Linked DNA regions of Sus scrofa: region 1 is linked to region 2. Evidence: chromatin contacts called from public HiChIP or PLAC-seq data. All regions are on one chromosome and are shown on one strand. Each heading gives the region's core, a stretch centred on a gene start, on an enhancer-like site or on the middle of the called end of the contact. The rest is flanking DNA. Distances are from core to core; before and after follow the strand shown. Region 1 overlaps LOC106509214 (a long non-coding RNA gene). Region 2 has its middle 140 kb from the start of SEC61B.

Region 1 (5,821 bases), core at 615-3,114, 66 kb after region 2:
GTTATCTAAGGTCATAGCAATAATTTCTAGAGAAGTAATTAAATAAATCTGAGGAGGATGATTTGTGACTGAAACACTGGAATCGTTTTTGCCCTAATAAAGCAGTATATCTTGGCCTAAGAAAAATCCAAATGTATGGAACATTCATTTTCTAAGCAAGTCACAATTAACACTGGAAAATCAGAAGCTGACTCCATCTACAGCTGTAATTGTCTTTAGTCCATATTATTTCCTTGGATGCCATTGAACTCCCCTCTGCCTTGCCAAAAAACAAATAACAAACAAAACAAAGAAGTTGTTCTGAGTCCTTGTTTCTTTCCATCCCTACTGCCAGCACCCCATTATAAACCACTGTATGTTCTTATCTAAAGTGCTGCAAAAATCTCCTACCTGCTCTCCCTGCACCTGTTCTTATGCCTCTCTCACATCACCGCCACAAGTAAAGTAACCCCTGGGGTCTCCTACTGCTTTTCCATAAACTTAATTCTTTAAGGTGGTTTGAGGTCCCAAGTGATCTGTCCCTGCCTAACTCTCTTTCCAGTCACCCTCATTCTTGCTCACACTGGACCTTCCCAACTCAGAGCCTTTACACACTCCAATCCCTATTCCTAGAAAGTTCTAGTTTTGCCCTCATTTTGCTAATTCCTGTTCCCCCATCAGGTCTCAACTTTAGTTCCACTTTATCGAAGAAGACTCCCATGCTCCTCCTGCAAGTGCAATCACACTTGCGACTGCTTTTTCAGTATCTGTCTTTCCCTACCAGACTATAAGTTTCTTGAAATCTATCTTGTCTGTAGCCTCAAGTTCAATGCTGAGCACAGTGCCTGACATATACTGTATTTCACCAGTTCTAAGACACAGATTTTTGAAAAAAAAATTTTTTTCTCTTTTTTGGCTGCCCCGTGGCATATGGAATTCCAGGATCAGGGATCAGATCTGGGCTGCAGGTGCAGCAACACTGCCAGATCCTTTAACTCACTGTGCTGGCCAGAGATCTGACAAGCGGCCTGGTGCTGCAGAGACGCCACCAATCCCATGGCAGTATAGCAGGAACTCCATTTTTTCTACTTTTTAATTATCTCTGAAATCAGGATGCAAATTTCCTTTTCCTTTTTTTTCTTTGTCTTTTGTCCTTTTAGGGCCGCACCCATGGCATATGGAGGTTCCAAGCACCTCCCCTATGCCAGAGACTCAACACCACCAGATCCGAGCCACATAGCTGTCCTCTTGCACCACAGCTCACAGCAACGCCAGATCCTCAACCCACTGAGCAAGGCCAGGGATAAAACCTGCAACCTCATGGTTCCTAGTCAGATTCATTTCCGCTGTGCCACAATGGGAACTCCTAGGATGCAAATTTCAGTCATTAGTATGTCATAGTTCATTTGGCAGTATTTTTCTTCCTTAATGTAAGTGGAATAATTGCATATCATACAACCAATATTTTTTCATATTTTAAGAAATACGATGGTTGGTTACAGCATGTGACTACCTGTAATTAAAAACCTTTAATTATTGGGTTTTTTCTTTTTTTTTTTTTTGCCTGCATACTGAAATTTTATTACTTATAAATGGCTGGGTTCTGAAAGACAGTTTGAAGCAGCAAATCAAAATAGCCAATTGCTATTTCCGCTACTGGTAGTGGGCAGCATCAATACATTTTTGCATGAGTTCCAGCTAGATGTCATGTATGTTGGAAGTTTATAGGGAGAAGAGCATTGTTTCTGGGACAACTCACAAGATCCTGCCTGCTGCTCCAGTGTCTGCTGATGTGACTTCTGTCAACACAACTCCATATCCAACCACTGCTGTCAGCACCTCCCCTGCCAAAGCTGATGTCACATCAGCTGCCCCAGCTCAGATCAGCTGCCCCCATCTCTGTCCTCCTTATACTCCAAATAGCTGCTTCTCTCTGCTAGCTGAGCGGTACAGCCCTTTGGTGCTCACAAGACACTTCGTCCTGTCATACATTCTGCTGGGAGCCCAGCCAAAGCCTCCTGGGAGAAGAAGCAGGGAGCTTTAGAGTACTTGGTCACTCATCATATTCCTGCCTCAACCATTGGTTCAGCAGGCTCAGGCCACAAGGATGGTTGAATCACTTTTCTTTGGAATCCTGTATCAAAGGAACAGTGATATATAGGGTCCAATAACTTCAGTTTTGCCTTTATATAAAACATGAGCCTGGTTTTTTTCCTCTTCTTGGAAATCAGCTTTTCCTTTGGTGGAGATTGTTCCACCCTAACAATTTATTGAGAAAATTCCCTCCTTATCCATAGGCATGTCTCAACCCTAGCCCAAGTAGATTTAAGTAGAACAGGTTTATTCAATTGACTGCCGCCTTGATAAGCTGTACTCATAATTGACGAGGCCTCTATTTCTGGGTGTCCTCGCCCATCATTACCCCTGCCTGGGGCTTTACAAAATAGCTGGGTTGAATCACACTGACAGAATCTTTTAGTCACTTTCAATTCTGCCAAGGAAATATAGACGTGGGCTTTCAGCTTCTAAATTAACTTTGATTCCCTCCAGACCCTGATCCCTTTTAGGTCACAAAGCATCTTAAAACTGAGCAGAACACTTTCACTTAAAAGAAAAGGAAGGGAAAAGGAAAAAAGGGAGAAATAATTGAAGCAAATGTGACAAAATTAAGATCTGTCTCAAAACTTTATTCAAAATGTAATAAAAAGTAAGATCTTAATAAATAATCGAGATCTGTCCAAACTTTCCAACCCCGATTGGAAGTGAGGACAGAAATATCCAGTTAGAGGATGCTACTGAACTGTGACTGGCAGAGTGCTCTCCCTAGAAGTACAGCAAATAGTGGTATTAGGAAGCTGTACTGAGCCAGGAGTCATGTGTGGATTTGAATCCAAAAAGCCAGAGAAGAACATCTGATGAAGTTGCTGCAACTGAGGGGCCAGAAGCAGAGAGAAAAAGCTAAAATATTGGGAGGGTGTTGAAGGAAAAGATATTGTTGTGCATATTGACATTAATCTCCCTTAAGAAACTAAGTGAAATCATCTAGTGGAACATTTTAAACAGGGACAAATAACATCACTTGTGATGCTAGATTAGTATTTTAACCACACAAGTTTGAAGAGTTCTTTCTTTTTTGTTTGTGTTTTGTTGTTGTTTTTCTTTTTAGGGCTGCACCAGAGGCATATACAAGTTCTCAGGCCAGGGGTCGAATCGGAGCTACAACTGCTGGCCTACGCCACAGCCACAGCCACTCAGGATCCGAGCCACATCTTCGACCTATACCACAGCTCACGGCAACGCCAGGTCCTTAACCCACTGAGAAAGGCCAGGGATTGAACCCACATCCTCATGGATCCTAACTGGGTTTGTTAACTGCTGCGCCACAAAGGGAATTCCCACAAGTTTGAGGAGTTTCTGATCTTCAAATGGAAAAAAACTGGGCATCTTACTGAAGGAAACCTCCAAGGCAAAGAAAGGGCATCTCCAATTCCTGAAGCATTCAGGCCATAGGCCAGGCTGGGCCATGAGAGAGCAGAGAACTCTTCATTTGAAGTACATTTGCTACCATAGAACAATCTTTGATATCTGTTGTGCTGGCAGCCCAGGGGTAACCGGCATCACCTTACGGCAAGCCCTAAGGAGCAGGGTTTCTTTCTAAGCAGGAGCCTCTCTAAAGTGGTTCTGCTCTTCTCTGATATGGCCAGACATTCTCTGATGTGGGAGACAGAAGCATAGGAAGGCTGTCGGGCACAGACAGTCCACTTACGTGAAATGTAGGCTAAGCCCAAGAGAGATAGGGGTGCAGAAAGTTTTTTGTTCGTTTGTTCGTTTTTGTCATTTTAGGGTCACATCCACAGCATACGGAAGTCCCCAAGCCAGGGGTGAGAATGGAGCCATGGCTGCCGGCCTAAGCCACAGCAACAGCAACATCCTCATGGATACTAATTGGGTTGTTACCACTGAGCCACGATGGGAATTCCCTTGAAAGTTTTAACATAAAGCTCCTTTGGTACAAGATCTTCCTGATACAGTTGCATCCCTGAGCTAGGAAGACTAGAAATTCATTGAAGTTGAGTTCCCATCATGTTTCAGTGGTTAACAAACCCAACTAGTATCAGTGAGAACACAGATTCGATCCCTGGCCTTGTTCAGCGGGTTAAGGATCCTGCATTGCCGTGAGCTGTGGTGTAGGTCGCAGATGCGGCTGGGATCCCACACTGCTATGGTTGTGGTGTAGGCTGGCAGCTAAAGCTTCAATTCGACCCCTAGGCTGGAAACCTCCATTTGCCAAAGGTGCAGCCCCCAAAAGACAATAAAATAAAATAAAATAAAATAAACTTTCTACAACATAGAAGATAAATGTAGCACTCAGAGATAGACAAAGGCCATTTCATTCAAGTCATGGAAGGAAATTTTAGAGAGAGTCCACCTTATGCTATTGAGAAAATAAAAACAAACATTCTAAAAAGGAAGAGATGAAAGATGGCAAGACAATATATTAATATGTAATGAAATAGTTAAAGAATATATGCAAAGACAATACTATAGTAATTTGATAAGTGGCATAAGGTAGTAAAGGACAGAGTTAACTTTTCAGAAAATCAGATATGTAATGTGGAGAGTAAACTTGAGGTGATCTCTCAGAATGCAGAGGAAAAAGACACAGAGATTAAAGTGATAGAAAAGATATAAATGGAAGAGTCAGAAGATGAAGAGTCAACATGTGGGTCTGCTGCTTACTAGAAACTCTGTTTCTCTGAAGTTTTAATTGTATCTCCAACTATAAATGGGGTGAAGGAGTTCCTGTCATGGCACAGTGGAAACAAATCTAACTTTTAACCATGAGGTTGCAGATTGGATTACTGGCTTTGCTCAGTCGGTTAAGGACCTGGCGTTGCCATGAACTGGGTTGTAGGTCGCAGATGCGACTTAGATCCTACATAGCTGTGGCATAGGCCAGCATCTGTAGCTCCGATTTGACCCCTAGGCTGGGAACGTCCATATGCTGTGAGTGTGGCCCTAAATGGACAAAAAGACAAATAATAATAATAATAAAATAAAATGGGGTGATAATATTACTATTCCATAGGGGTCTGTAAGGACTGAGTGAGATAATGAGTAAAAAGTGCCCAGCATTTAGGAAGCAACAAATAAATGGTAGTTGCAATTACTATTACTATTACCACTGTTACTCCTATTGTTCTTATACGATTATTAAATAAATGAACACAGGGACACATGGAGAAAAAAATTAGTACTGTGGTTTATGTCCCAAGATCAACTTGATTTTATCTATAGATATTGTTTTTTCTCAAGAAGGGCTCATGACTGCTATATTCCTTGGATTCTTTTTGTTTGTTTGCTTTTAGTGATACCTGCCTATTACCTTCACACATAAATAACAATTTGATGGATATAAAATATTTGTGTAAAACATTCTTATAACTCTGCATAGAGTGTTAAAATCTTTTGACATTTAATGTCCCAAAAGAGAAATCAGAGGCCAGCTTGACTTTTTTTTAACTTGGGATACTTTACATAGAATAAAAATTACAGCCACAACACTCTTTTATCATTATAGTAACTCGAGATATGCGTCAAGGTTTTTTGATTCTGATTTTCTTTCTGGAATCAGTGCTTTGTTTTCCTGCAGGTTCAGCTCTTGCTTTATACAGAAGTTTCCTTCTATGTTATCTTGCAATGCATTTATATCTCATGTTCTCTTTTCCAGAAACTCTAATATGCTTATGTGGGTTGGCCTTTCTCTTCCACGTCCATAGTTTTCCTTTCTAGCGATTTATAAACATCTTCTTTCCATTTTTCTGAATTTAACTTATGTTCT
Region 2 (5,905 bases), core at 2,900-5,399:
ACCAACTTATTATTATTTTAATCCCAGGATGCCAGAGAGGTGTAGGGGAGTTTCCTCCTGTAAAAAAAATCTCTTTCAGACTCCGCCCTTACGAAAACACTGGTGTGGCTGTAAACGATGTGGAGTGAGGTCAGAGGCTGACCCCAGCCAAACTTTCTGCTTGTGTCTCTCCTGAGCAAGGGACTCCGGCCATATCTTTCTTAAATGCAAATATGATTCCTCCTATCCCAGAGCAAAGCCCCGCCCCGCAGCTCCCAGAACCCTTGGCTATGGGACTTTCTCCAGCTCTCCCCTCTGCATTGTCAAAACGGGAACAGACTGCGCAGAAGGAACGCGTTTGGTGCTGAGACCGGAGCCAGGGCAGTACGCGCAGATCCAGACAATCTGCTCCACTCCTCCCAAGGAGAGAGGAAAGGCTTTTATTACTTGCTGACAACCAAGTCAGCGATGGGAAAATCTCTGGGTGACCAAAGCTAAGCAAAGCAAGAGACACACACCCTACAATGATGTGTTCTGAAAAATAAAGAGCATCTGGCTTTAAATACCCCAGCTTCATTGTACATGTGTGTTATGGTGCTGGCGGTGATACATATATACTTAAAAAAAACAAAACAAAACAAACAAAAAAAAAAACAACAACCCCAAACTCATGGTCTCTCAGATATGAAAAGCCATCAGGTCCAACCTCCCACCCATAGCTTGTACTGCATCAATGGCCCCCCAACCCAACCCCACTTCACTTGGACATCTTCACTGACAGGGACCTCTTACTGTTCAATAGCTCTGTCTAGCAGAAAGCTTTTGGTCACTCTTATGGTTTACCCTTTTGTCCTAGGCCCAATTCTTTCTTTACTCCATTTGGAATTGGTTCAATCCTTCTTCCCCAGGAAAGATTTTCAGAGGCAATTACTTTACCACCCAAATCTACTCTTCTGGCTAAACAGAACCAGTTCTTTCAAAGGTCTTTCCCGTGACACAGTTTTGAGTCTCCTCCCCTCCTGATCACCCTTTTCTTGTCACAACAATAAGTAACACAATACTCTGGTTTTCTGTAGTTCTCAGAGAGTAAGTTGTTGGGGATGGACAAGTTTTCCAGAGGGTTGAGGCATTATCTCTTTAGCACTACACTTTTAAAAAGCATGCTAGAAAGCATGCAAGGATGCAGATCCTTTTAGAAAACACACATACCTGCCAATTCTCTTTCTGACATTTCTCATCATCTCATGATACTTCTCCCCAAACATCTCCCTGAAGCTCTTTGTACAACCCCTTCCAACAAGACTGGACTTTCTGTACCATCAGTGAAAGAACAAGGACGAATGAGAGGAAGCCCCAGAAGGTCAGCTTTCTCGTAGACATTAGACACACCTTCTAATGGCTGAGGAGCTCGACAAAAGCAAGGGTGGTGCCAGCTGGGAGCAAGCTCTTGGCCTTCAAGGTGTCAGGCAGAGGCACCTGGCAGGGGTGTTTTTGAGGTGGCTCTGCTTGCAGGTCTGCTAAGGACTGGACGAGGTGCCCTGCAAGCTCCTCCAGCCCTATGATTATGTGGTTGTGGACAAAGACTCCATGATGGGGTTTATATACAAAACAAGGGCTTCTGGGTGTCCTTCTGACAGTCGTGGGAGAGAGAACAGAGAGCCAGTTCCTTCAGCCAAACAGCTCTGGGGCTGGCAGCTGAGCACGTCTCGACCATGGTCTATGGCTGACTCGAGCCTCCCGAGAAGAGGGGACAGCATGCACAGCGTGGTGACTGGCAGGAGGAAGGAAGGCATGACTCTGCCTCCTGTGTTTGGAGGACTTATGGGTCAGTTCTCACCTCCCTCCCGTCTCTGGAGAGCAGTTGGCCCTCTGGTTGGTCTGGGAGTGTTTGCAGTTCTGAAAAGTGTAGAAGAAATCTGGGACATTGTCCTGGAACCATTTGCCAAATTCCTAGGTATCAGAGTGGCCACAGGCTTATTGTCAATGTTAGGATGTCAGTGTTTCCACTGAATCCTGGAATCTCAGATCTGGGGAGACCATTGCGTCATTCCAGTCCAGCCCCTCAGAGGCTGGCACACCCTCCCAAGCTGTCATCCTGCCTCTGCTGAACACCCCAGTGTTTGATTAAAGGGGATGATGGATGTAAATTATCTGCCATAGGCAGGTAGATAAATGCCTCCCCTCCCTCCGAATGATAGGAAGCTCACTACTTTATAAATTAAACACAAAGGTCAGGCTTATGAAAACTCCAAATCTCACTAGGTCACAGCTAGAACATGCTCTGATGTCATTTCATCTGGTTTTCATGTTCCAGAGTATAAAATCTAGGCTCAGCTATTAAGTCACCAACCCTGTCTCTGTCATGGATGGATTAAAGACATCTCCTTAAAGTCCTGTGGTCACAAGGACTTCTGGATGCCCTGTCTTCCTGAGTTTTCCAGGAAGCCAGTCCTGTATGAAGGTAGTCAGAGGTAGCGGCATCCACCAGGGTTACTCAGAGACTCTCCTCAGGCCTGCTCTGCCCATCCAGTGACAACAGACTGGGCTAAAGAGATGTGTTCTGCAAAGTGCAGGGGGAATGGAGGGCCTTTCCAGGCCACTGCAGATGCCCAAGGAGCAATGACAGTCTTAGGTCAGGTTCCTTAGGAGCCGAGGCTGAGAAAGGGTGTTAGGTCCCCTGGTTTATAGAGGGAAAAACCTGCAAGGGAGGGAGATAGAGAAGCAGGATATGGAGGAGAAAGGAACAAGCACAGATCTGGTTGAGGGTGGGGCTACCAGGTAAAATACAGAGTGTCCAGTTAAATTTGAATTTTAGATAAACAGTGAGCAATTTTTTACTACAAGGAGCTCTAAATATTGCATCGGACGTAATTATACCAAAAATGTGCGCTTTGTTGATCTGAAATGCGAATTTAACTGGAAATCCTGTATTTTTGTTTCCTAAATCCGGCACCCCAGTCTAGGCCAACCAATCAGCTTTGTTTGCCCTAAACTGAGGGATTGGACTAGGATATGAGACTTTCAGAGCTCTAAGCTATGGTCTCAGGTAAACAGTGGCCTTGGCCTAGTCCTTGAAGAGGAGGTTGGAAGTGGGACTGGCACTCTGGAGCCTAAAGCGCTAGGCCACAGTGTCCCCTACAGAGGCAGGCACCAACCTTTCAGATCCCTGTGTCACTTAGTCAGCCCTGTGCTGGTGGTTGTTGAGGCAGGGTGGGTAACCTACTGGAGAGGCAACTCCTGTTTCCTGAGGGCAGCTCTCCCAAGAAAGACGGTAGCTGTGAGTCAGGAAAAGGCAAGCAGGTCACACTCAGAGCATCCGGGGTGTGTGTGGGGATGCACAGGCCCTGAAAAGGGGAACAGGGTAGATACCACAGTGTCTACTCAACCATCTACAGGCCTCCAGCCCAGGGCTCTGCTCTACCCTTCAAGAGAAAGGATGAAAACTAAGCCTGACTTGAGTCCCACAGACCAACAGGGCAGCTACTCTGTTCTAGGCTGGGTGTTCAGGAAATTCCAGTGCAAACCAGCTGGAATGTACTACCATGCTCACAAAATTCTGTGAGAGCCCAGAGAAGGGGCTTTCATCATTATTCCCAACTGGGAGGAGGACAGAACAGATTTCACAGAGGGAGTAATACCTGTACCAGGCCTCAAAAACGGGTGGGATTTTGGCAAGGGTTGGGGGTGGGGAGGCAAGGTGGTAGTTGGGGTGGGGGGAAGCTGCAGCGACATAAAGGTCAAAGTCATGGAGGTTGAGGTGTGGAGGTACAGCATATAAAGAGGTCTCATCAAATCCTCCAAGAAGCAGGTGCATGGGGCTTTACTTTCTAGTCCACAAACTAGCCCCTAAACTGAGGGAACATAAGTGCTTGCCAAGACTGTAGATTCTGGGGCAGGTTTTGTCTGAAGCACAAAGCATCTGGTCCATACAAAGGGCTGAAGGACTTATTTTCTGACCCAAGCTAATGCTTTGGAAAGTGCTGGCAGCTCTGCTGACCTGGGGATGCCCAGGCACCTGGGGAACGTCCCAGCTTCTGGCAGGGGAGGCCCTGCCACCCGGCCCTGGCCCAGATCCATGGGAAGACAAGCTTCCTTCTCACCTTTCCAGTATATCCTGAAACCAGAAGCCCCATGACACTGGCTTCTCTGTCCCTGCTCTGGGATTTCAGCTCTGGCTGAGGCAGGACACCCACACTGCTGAGAAGCCTGAGAAGCTTCTGGGACAAAGATGCAGAGAGGGTCAGCCGGGGAGAGCAATGGGACCCATCCCAGATCAGTGTCCCCATTTCTGGGCTGAACTTGGCCCAGCATTGTAGAGCTCAGCATCTGAGCCTTCCAGTGGCACTGGGATTTCTTTTCAGCCATTTGCAGAGTGAAACAGGGCTATTAAGTCCTTATTCCAACAACTTACGTGCTGTGTGACCTTAAACATTTCACTTGGCCTTGCTGAATCCTCCTTCCCATTTTTACTAATGGCAAACACATCAGCACTAGCAACATTCTCAAAGCATTTGCCAGCTTTCACAACAGCATAGTTACATAAATTCTCTGATTTAAACTTCCTAGCAAATTGTGAAGTGGGTGAGTGGGCAAACGGCGTTAGTATCTCCATTTTAAGGAAGAAGAAATCAAATTATATAAAAGCAATGTATCTTGCCCTACTTGCCACAAGGTTCCTGGCTCCTGACTCTAGGACACCAAATAGACAACCATCTCTTATCAGAGTCTCCAGGAAATGTCTGAGCCAGAGTGAGCAATTTAAAAGTCCTGATGATGGGGACCCAGGGAGCATTTGGTTTCCATGAGATTTCTGACACCCACAGACACCCACCCACCCACAGCTGGGCTAAGGAGGAGAGGGTGTCCTACAACTGGCCCTGTATTTTGTTTCTGCTGCAGTCTCACGTGAATGCAAATCTCAGCATGCTTTGCTCTTAGAAATACAATAAAAATATTTCATTCTGAAGCCACAACCAAATTGATTGTTGGTAGAAATAAATTTGGATTTGACAACATGGGTTTTGATTTTTGTTTTTTGTTTTTTTCCTCTTTCAAGGCTGCACCTGTGGCATATGGAAGTTCCCAGGCTAGGGGTGGAACCGCGCTTTAGCCACAGCAATGTGTTACCTGCGCCACATCTGCAACCTACTCTGCAGCTCGCGTCAATGCTGAATCCTTAACCCACTGAGGCAGGGATCAAACCTGCATCCTCACAGATACTTTGTTGGGTTCTTAACCTGCAGGGCCACAATGGGAACTCCATGTAGTGTTCTTTTTAGATTCCAATGTGACTGTGTCTCAGATTAGTCACTGCTCAGAATCTAAAGAAACAAGCAAGGCCAAGGGTTCCAAGGTGGGAAAGGTCTCTTCTAGTTGGGGTGGGGGGTCAGGAGGGGAGCAGAGCCAGAGAAAGAAAATAATAAAAACAGCATTAATAAAGATTGTATTTTGTTTTGAGAGGTGAGAAGGAAGTAGTAGGGAAGATGTGAGAATTGGCGCTAGCATGCATTTTGTAGCCAGACACAAGATTTCAGTCCCAGCAGAGCCAGTGACAAGCTAGGTGAATCTAGGCCAGCCAGTCACGACTCTCTGGGCCTGAATCTCCTCCCTTGTAAGCTGGGTGTGGCAGGACCCCCCCCTCCAGCATCATTGTCAGGGTCCGGGTTTCCACGGTGCTTGCACAGTGCTTGACCACAGCGGGCACTTAATATGTGTTAATTCCACTGATTTTCCCTCCTCTTCCTGTAAGTGGATCATTCTCCTAGAAAGTATGAAACCCTCTTTCTTCAAAATATACAAAACTCTGTCTTCTTAGAGAAGTCTGACACGATTAACTTTTAAGCTAGAAAAAAAAAAAAAAAGGCTCTGCATGAACAATGAACCCATTGCTTATCTTCTTCTGATCTTGCTCATCCTTCTCCCCCCA

The links. HiChIP or PLAC-seq counts read pairs in DNA pulled down with a chosen protein or histone mark.
Region 1: an H3K27ac HiChIP or PLAC-seq map of skeletal muscle shows a contact between it and region 2, with 3 times the contacts expected there. The contact joins two enhancer-like sites. A contact is called at or near these places in 5 of 47 Hi-C or Micro-C datasets (fetal heart ventricle, heart right ventricle, psoas muscle and 1 more) and 1 of 2 datasets of contacts at active chromatin or transcription factors (skeletal muscle).

The regions. Positions count from the first base shown.
Region 1 is chr1:241,191,832-241,197,652 of Sscrofa11.1, forward strand. The region is part of intron 4 of LOC106509214 (a long non-coding RNA gene); the gene reads right to left. Among named protein-coding and RNA genes, the nearest start is that of SEC61B, 210 kb to the left of the region's middle. Within about 2 kb of position 1,865, at least 2 of the 83 cell types and tissues checked have an H3K27ac peak or open chromatin away from gene starts, as enhancers often do. A contact at or near this core is called in skeletal muscle, where this site is marked.
Region 2 is chr1:241,123,827-241,129,731 of Sscrofa11.1, forward strand. No RefSeq gene overlaps it. Among named protein-coding and RNA genes, the nearest start is that of SEC61B, 140 kb to the left of the region's middle. Within about 2 kb of position 4,150, at least 3 of the 83 cell types and tissues checked have an H3K27ac peak or open chromatin away from gene starts, as enhancers often do. A contact at or near this core is called in skeletal muscle, where this site is marked.